2 separate regions of the Mus musculus genome follow, and region 2 is linked to region 1. Evidence: chromatin contacts called from public Hi-C data. All regions are on one chromosome and are shown on one strand. The core of a region is the stretch at or near the end of the contact, and the rest is flanking DNA. Distances in the headings are between cores, read along the strand shown. Region 1 has its middle 80 kb from the start of Gm31894. Region 2 overlaps Plxna4 (plexin A4).

Evidence for each region. A called contact is a pair of places that touch in the nucleus more often than the background predicts.
Region 2: a contact with region 1 is called in a Hi-C map of cortical neurons, with 4 times the contacts expected there. The contact joins two enhancer-like sites. A contact is called at or near these places in 4 of 484 Hi-C or Micro-C datasets (cerebellar granule neurons, cerebral cortex, cortical neurons and 1 more) and 4 of 115 datasets of contacts at active chromatin or transcription factors (VIP interneurons, embryonic basal ganglia, embryonic midbrain and 1 more).

The regions. Positions count from the first base shown.
Region 1 is chr6:31,936,544-31,939,950 of GRCm38.p6, reverse strand. No RefSeq gene overlaps it. Among named protein-coding and RNA genes, the nearest start is that of Gm31894, 80 kb to the left of the region's middle. Within about 2 kb of position 1,505, at least 46 of the 459 cell types and tissues checked have an H3K27ac peak or open chromatin away from gene starts, as enhancers often do. A contact at or near this core is called in cerebral cortex and cortical neurons, where this site is marked.
Region 2 is chr6:32,404,764-32,408,170 of GRCm38.p6, reverse strand. The region is part of intron 3 of Plxna4 (plexin A4); the gene reads left to right. Among named protein-coding and RNA genes, the nearest start is that of Plxna4os1, 100 kb to the left of the region's middle. Within about 2 kb of position 1,605, at least 10 of the 459 cell types and tissues checked have an H3K27ac peak or open chromatin away from gene starts, as enhancers often do. A contact at or near this core is called in cerebral cortex and cortical neurons, where this site is marked.

The DNA of each region.
Region 1 (3,407 bases), core at 256-2,755:
AAATATCTATGGTCTGTCTACATGAACAGACAGGGGACCAGAGGGCTGCCAAAATGCCCCTAACTCACCAAGACCCCCTGCAGGTCGGGAAGTGTACTGGCTGGTTTGTGTGTCAACTTGACACAGCTGGAGTTATCACAGAGAAAGGAGCCTCCCTTGAGGAAATGTCTTCGTGAGATTCAGCTGTAAGGCATTTTCTCAATTAGTGATCAAGTGGGGCAGTCCCCTTGTGGGTGGGACCATCCCTGGGCTGGTAGTCTTGAGTTCTATAAGAGAGCAGGCTGAGCAAGCCAGGGGAAGCAAGCCAGTAAGGAATATCCCTCCATGGCCTCGGCATCAGCTCCTGCTTCCTGACCTGCTTGAGTTCCAGTCCTGACTTCCTTGGTGATGAACAGCAATGTGGAAGTGTAAGCTGAATAAATCCTTTCCTCCCCAACTTGCTTCTTGGTCATGATGTTTGTGCAGGAATAGAAACCCTGACTAAGACAGGGAGGTACATGTTTCTAAGGGTTCCCCTTATCTTCCTTTTCTCTCTTCCCTCTCTGGTATCTTCCAGAAATAGTCCCCTTCCTCCTGCTTCTCCACAGAGTCAGATAGAGAAGTATGCTTGACAAGAATTCAGAGCTGCAGTCCTTAAAGCAGAAAGGCCTAGAAACCAATGCCAGCCACCCATTCTGTGGATGGGCATACTGAGGCTCAAAGACACAAAGGATTTTTTCTCCTATGTGCCCAGAGAGGTCCTTGCAGAGCCAAGACCACAGCTTGGTTTCCCCCATCCTATCACACCACCTTGTCTTCAGTGCAGGAAACCTTCCTCCCACTCAGGTCAGAGCTGCGGTGTAGTGTTGCTGATGAGCATGGCTGTTCAAGGAGATGGTCGCAGCATCTGCAGGTGATGCTCACACTAACTGTCTCAAGGACATGGTGACCAGGTAGCCTTCCTCCTCAAGGAGCAGAAAGAAGGCAGCAGCAGGGATTGGAATGGGACGGTCTGCCTGTCAGTCAACCTAGTCCCCTGAGTCCCCCAGACATGGCTCTGGCATGCCAGAGGGCTGAGGCCAGTATGCTCTACGAAAGAACTGAGAGAAAGGTACAAACCCAGGCTTGAGCCCTGGAAGGGACTTTAGAGATGATCAATTTTTAAATAATCTCCGCTTCATATTCAGAAACTTGACACACAAGGGCTTGGTGACCTGCCCAAAGAAACATGGAGAGATCGCCAAGTTTATAAACCCTGCCCCTCCACCCCACTCCCACCCTATTAGGAATTGATGCTTCTCTGCTCCTCTGGGAACAGTCTGACCTGTGCTCAGATGAAATGCTAATCCTGAGCGACTCACCGATGTGGTCAGTACGCTCTGAAGCCCCGCCCCCTCTTCTCCGTTTTCTTCCCCAAGCCACTCTGCTTCCTTAAAGGCAGAACAGATGAGGAAGGCACACACACAGATGTGCCAGGATCTGCAGCTGGCAGGCTCGGAAGCCCTCTCTCTTAAGCATTGCTCCACCCTAGCCTGCACCAGTAGCAAAGAAGTAAAGACCTCGCGGATGAATGAGAACGGGGCGGTGGGAAACCCAATTCGTTCTCCAAGGACACGAGCGCCCTCTGCTGTTCGCATGATGAATTACGGATTCGGACTAAACCGCATGAACGCAGCAGCTAAGTCTCACCAAATCAAGAGGGTTGCAGCCACCACCACCACCACCACCACCACCACCACCACCACCACCACCAACAACAACAACAACAACAACAACAACAACAACAACAACAACAACAACAACAACAACAACAACACATAACTAAAGAAAAGACCAATAAAAGTGAGACCCAAAGTGGAATCTGGGAGGAGAAAAGCTGCCTGAGTTCTTCTATGTGGACCTTCGAGCAAAGTTCAAGGTCCTGCCCATTCCCCATTTACCCGCTTTGTGCTCCCCAGGTATTTTCTAGTTTGATTTCAAAGCAAGCTGTGTAGTGATTTGGGGGTAGGGGGAGCCTACTTACTCCACAACCTCTTGAGTTCTGAGAGTTTATAAATATTCACCTTGGCAACTTTGAGCACAGATCAAAGCTACAGTAGATAGGATGAAGGACTAGAACGCTGGGATACAGCTCCATGGCTGTCACTTCCTACTCGTGTTGGACCTTTCTGTGCCTCGCTCTCCTCATCTGTAGAATGGGTCTTCTGAGTCCTAGGGAATTCCCTTAGGTAACAGATGGTGCAGTTTTGGCAAGCCAGGGTGGAGAGATCCGATTCAGGCCCCCGACCCTTATCAGTTTTCTTCCCTGTTTTGTGAGCAGTAGTGAGGTAAAGGGGTTACAGAGATAGGACACTGTCTTGCTCCATTTCTCCACATGGGTGACCACAGAGCAAGGCCTCTGGTAATTCTATTGCAGCCTTGGCGATTTACTGAGCTCCTATTAGTAGGCAAGGCCTGCTGTGTAAATTCTGCGGGCTCCTGAGGACTGGTGCTCAGGAAGACAGGAGGGCACAGAGTAGAGATCCCAGAACAGCATAGGAGCCTTGAGATTGGAGCCTGGGAGGCCAAGGACAGGCCAGCTTCCTCTGAGTCTAGCATTTCCCGAGGCCAGCCCTGAAATGACTTTCCTTGTCTAAAAGGTCAAGGTCATGGGCTTGGGGGTGTAGTGCTGTAAGGCAGAGCGCTACCATGTGTGTCTCCCGACAGCTGCTCTGTCTCCTGGTCTCAGTGACAACACAGCCGTTAAGGAGACCTCGCCCGTGATCGGTGTGGAGGATGCGCGTACATTATCATATGATCATGGCATTCGTCAGCGATCCCTTTCCTATTTTCTGCATGAGGCTCCCTTATTTGAATGTGTTTCCTCAACAGAAATGAGAACTCTTCTTTGTCCCTTCTTCGGTCCCAGAGCTGTGGTGGGGCGGGGATATCCCAGGTGCATCTGCGAGGAAGCTTCCAGAGGGACCCAGAATGCTATTACTGAAGGCTAAATGTTCCGTGGCTAAAAGCTGCTGTAGCAATCTTGGCATCCACTCTGTTTGAATGGGTACATTACTGTAATGTCCCATTGCTGCCGTCAGCACGCAGAGGGCTGGGCTATTTGTAACCGCTGAGACGCCTGAGCAGCAACATAAAGATCAAATGGTAGAGACTTCCTCTGCCTCAGCTGAGACAACCAGGCTCAGGGCTTTGAATTTGGCCGGCCACCTACCTCAGAAGCTGTGGCCCAGGGCTTCTGGTGTGTGGGAGCGCTACGGGGAGAGGAGGGTGGTAAGACAGGGTGGGCTAGAGAGAGAAAATAAGGGGAGAGGGCAGAGGCAAGGTGTGGACCCAGGAGCGAAGACTTCGGCATAACTCCACCCCCACGCTCCTGAACCCTGTCCTGAAGCCACCATCTGCCCCCTATCCAGCCCCCTCTGCCCCTCAGA
Region 2 (3,407 bases), core at 356-2,855, 470 kb before region 1:
GACAACAGCCCTGCCTTTCAAAATGACACTCAGCAAAGGGCCATCGTGACAAGAACACCTGCTCATCGCTCTTGCCCACATCCAATGGGCACAGGCTGGGCCACCCTGTTCATTAGGTCAGCATCTGTCCCGACCAGCTTGCGGCCAGCTGATGCTCATTAATCCCGGAGCCCTGAGCATGCAGGCCGGAAAGGGCTGAGCTTTTAGAGCCATTTATGGCTGTGGGCTCTGTGAGAGCTGCTAGATTGATTTATAATTGGGCTGAGGGGCCTCCCCGTGTCCCTGGAGCCCAGGTCTTAAACAGGGCCAGCCCAAGAGAGTAGTTTTGGCTCACTGGCTTCCTGAAACGGACCACTGTAGGGATGAGGCTCTCTCCAGACCAGCATGGATGGCAGCTCCACTGACATGATGCCAACACACTCCCTGGGGTCTCCTGGCCTGGCTGATGTGGGCATGGAGTTCACTGTTTGAGAGACCAAACAGGCTCTGCACTAGTGAGAACATAGTCTCCACTCCATAGAGCCTTCCTGGATGACCCAAGAGATCTTCTAAAATCACAGCATTTTTCTTTTTCTCCCTCCCTCCCTCCCTCCCTCCCTCCCTCCCTCCCTCCCTCCCTCCCTCCCTCCCTCCTTCCCTCCTTCCCTTCCTTCCTCTTGAGACTAACAATGGAACCAGCAAGGTAATATTTACTGACTGCCCAGTATCTGCTCAGCGTTGTGATGCTACATTCCAATATATATCCTTGTCCAACATGGAAAAGAACAATGATAAACTGAACAATGATAAACAGATGGGGAAACTGAGGTACAGCAAGCTAAATAACCTTCTTAGGTTCATGCCCTTGTAGAGGCAGCGCTCTGCTCTGGAGTAGATGGCTTGGGGTTTTTATATGGTTTCTTCCCATTGTTCTAGGCCCCCCAACTTGGCTTTATCAGCTTGGGGGCCATCAGAGATGAGAGCTTCCTCAGATGGATAGGTGTTCAGATGTGACAGAAGAAAGGAGTTGGGGATGTCAAGAGACTAGGGTTATAACTGCATTCCAGCCTCTGAACAGCACGCAATTTGTGGTTCTTTCTCCTCCTGCTCTGTGCCCTTTGTCACATGGGTGTCCTGACCACCACTGTAGTTTTATGATAAGTATACCAGCCTGCAGCAAATGGAAGAACTGTCCTTGACCCAATAAAACGGAAGTACAAATTAGTTGAGAACTTTCCACTTCAGGTGGTAGTTAATAAACGATTGGCAGTCCGCGTGTGTGTTCCATCCTGGACAAGGGTGAGTTCTGGCTCTCTCTCGACCTTTTGACTCATGGTGAGGATGGACACATGGGAAGTCTGATCCAGTGTCAGCGGTCAGCTCATCTCTTGGTTCTCTCTGGTGCGAGGTTGATTTGAGAGCATGCTGTGTAAGTGCCTGGGACTCTCCTGCTTGCTCCCTGGATTTTCCTACTCCCTTTTTTCCATATCCACACTCCTCTCTTTCTCCCTTTCTGCTGCTTCTCTGTCATCAAAGACAAATCTCACTTCCCAAACTGTGCGCCCAACTGTCTCCATTGCTGCAGGTTTCAGAACAGCCCGAGTGGCGGTGGCGCTTTTTTACGGCAACAGAAGCTGCTGATGCATAATTCAACAAACAATCCAGAAATGCACCAGAATCCAAATCGCTCACATCAGAAGGCTCTTGATGTTAAACGGTGTTTCTGAAAAACCCACTCCATTCATGCCGATCCCCACGCTTTTATCTTCCGGCATTTGTACAATTTTCGGGAAGACTGGTTACAGAGAGGAGTTTGAGCCTCCGGTGGATGGCTGGGTTTTCCCAGCAGAGAGCATGAACGATATGTGGTCCCAACTCCCACCCCCGGGCAGCTGTCAGAGTGACAGGAGCCTGGGGATGAGTCTGGTGTGTGGAGTCCCTCAGGGTCAGTTGAATGTGGAGCCTGGCCAGCCTCAGAGTTCTCATTCCAGAAAGGCCAGGACAAGCCCTGAAGAAACCAGTCACCCCATTCAGTCTGGGGAGACCACACCATATACTGGTTAAGAGCGTGGCTTTGAGCTGGGTGGCATAGTTCAGTTGGTAGAGTGCTTACTTTGCCACGTCCCACGTAAACCTGGCATGATGGTGCACCCCATGTAACCCTAGCTCTTGAGAAGTAGAGGCATGAAGTTCAGAAGTTCAAGGTCATTCTTGGCTCTCGAATGAGTCTAGGCTAATCTGGGCTCCGTAAGACTGTCTGGGTCTTGGCGAGGAGTGCAGTTTTTGGAAAGAACGTCTACAAGGTAAAGCCGGACTGTTACTAATCTATTCCTTTGACTTCAGGCGTCACTCTTAGTCATCCTGTGTCTTAGTCTTTGTGGCTATAGAATGTGAATTAAATGCCACTTACTGTACCTCTGTGGAAACAAAAGTTCGGTCTACGTGAGTACTATATAAGTGTTGGTTATTATTGTGCTAGAGACTTCAGTGGCTCTCAGGGGAAGTCCTGGATTCTTCATTCTCTTAGGACAGTGGTTCTCATCCTTTCTAATGCCGTGGCGCTTTAATATAGTACCTCCTGTTGTGGTGGCCTCCAGCCACAAAATGATTTTTGTTGCTACTTCTTAACTCTAAATTTGATACTGATATATATTTTCCAGTGGTCTTCTGTGACCCCTGTGAAAAGGGTGTTTGACTCCCCAAAGAGGTCAGGACCCACAGGTTGAGAACCACTGCCTTGGGCTATATCCTGCATTTCAACATGGGCCTGGCATGGCCCTCTTTGGTGGGTGTCTGACTCAATCCCTTGTGTCCTGCTCTGTCATCCATGGCTGGGACATTCCAGGGTGGGCTTGATGCAACCAGCTTTATATTTACAGGATACATTTGACCTACACCCTCTCAGGTCTAATCATGTGACCATCGAAAGCCCTAGGCCACATCTTCCTCCCTGGTAAGGCTCCAGGATCAGTTTATGCTCCATCATGCTAGGACATTCTTGGGGAAACTATTGTCCATAACTAGGGAGCAGAAAGAACAAAAGATCCCCCAACCAAAAAGAGTATAAGCTTCAGGAGTGAGGAGTCTGGCCCAGCACTGATGAGAGACTGCAGGCCTCAGATATGAAGTGTCTGGCTCTGCACTGAGGAGGGACTGGTTTCACCATGTCTCTTGGCCACCAAGGCCCTGGCACTCCTCACCAGGGTTCAGTGGCTCCTGACAGAATTTGCATCTGGTCTTCCTGCTTCTTCTTGGAGGTAGAGTCAAATGGCATTTTCCCATCTTTGCAAGGAGCTGGCATCACATCTTCGGCCTTATCTTGTGACCTGGCCAGCCACAGTTGCTAGGTGGTCTGACTTAGTTATTTTTCCTCTTGCTACTATGCCAAAGGAAATCAAATGAGAAGGGGTTTATTTGGTTCATAATTC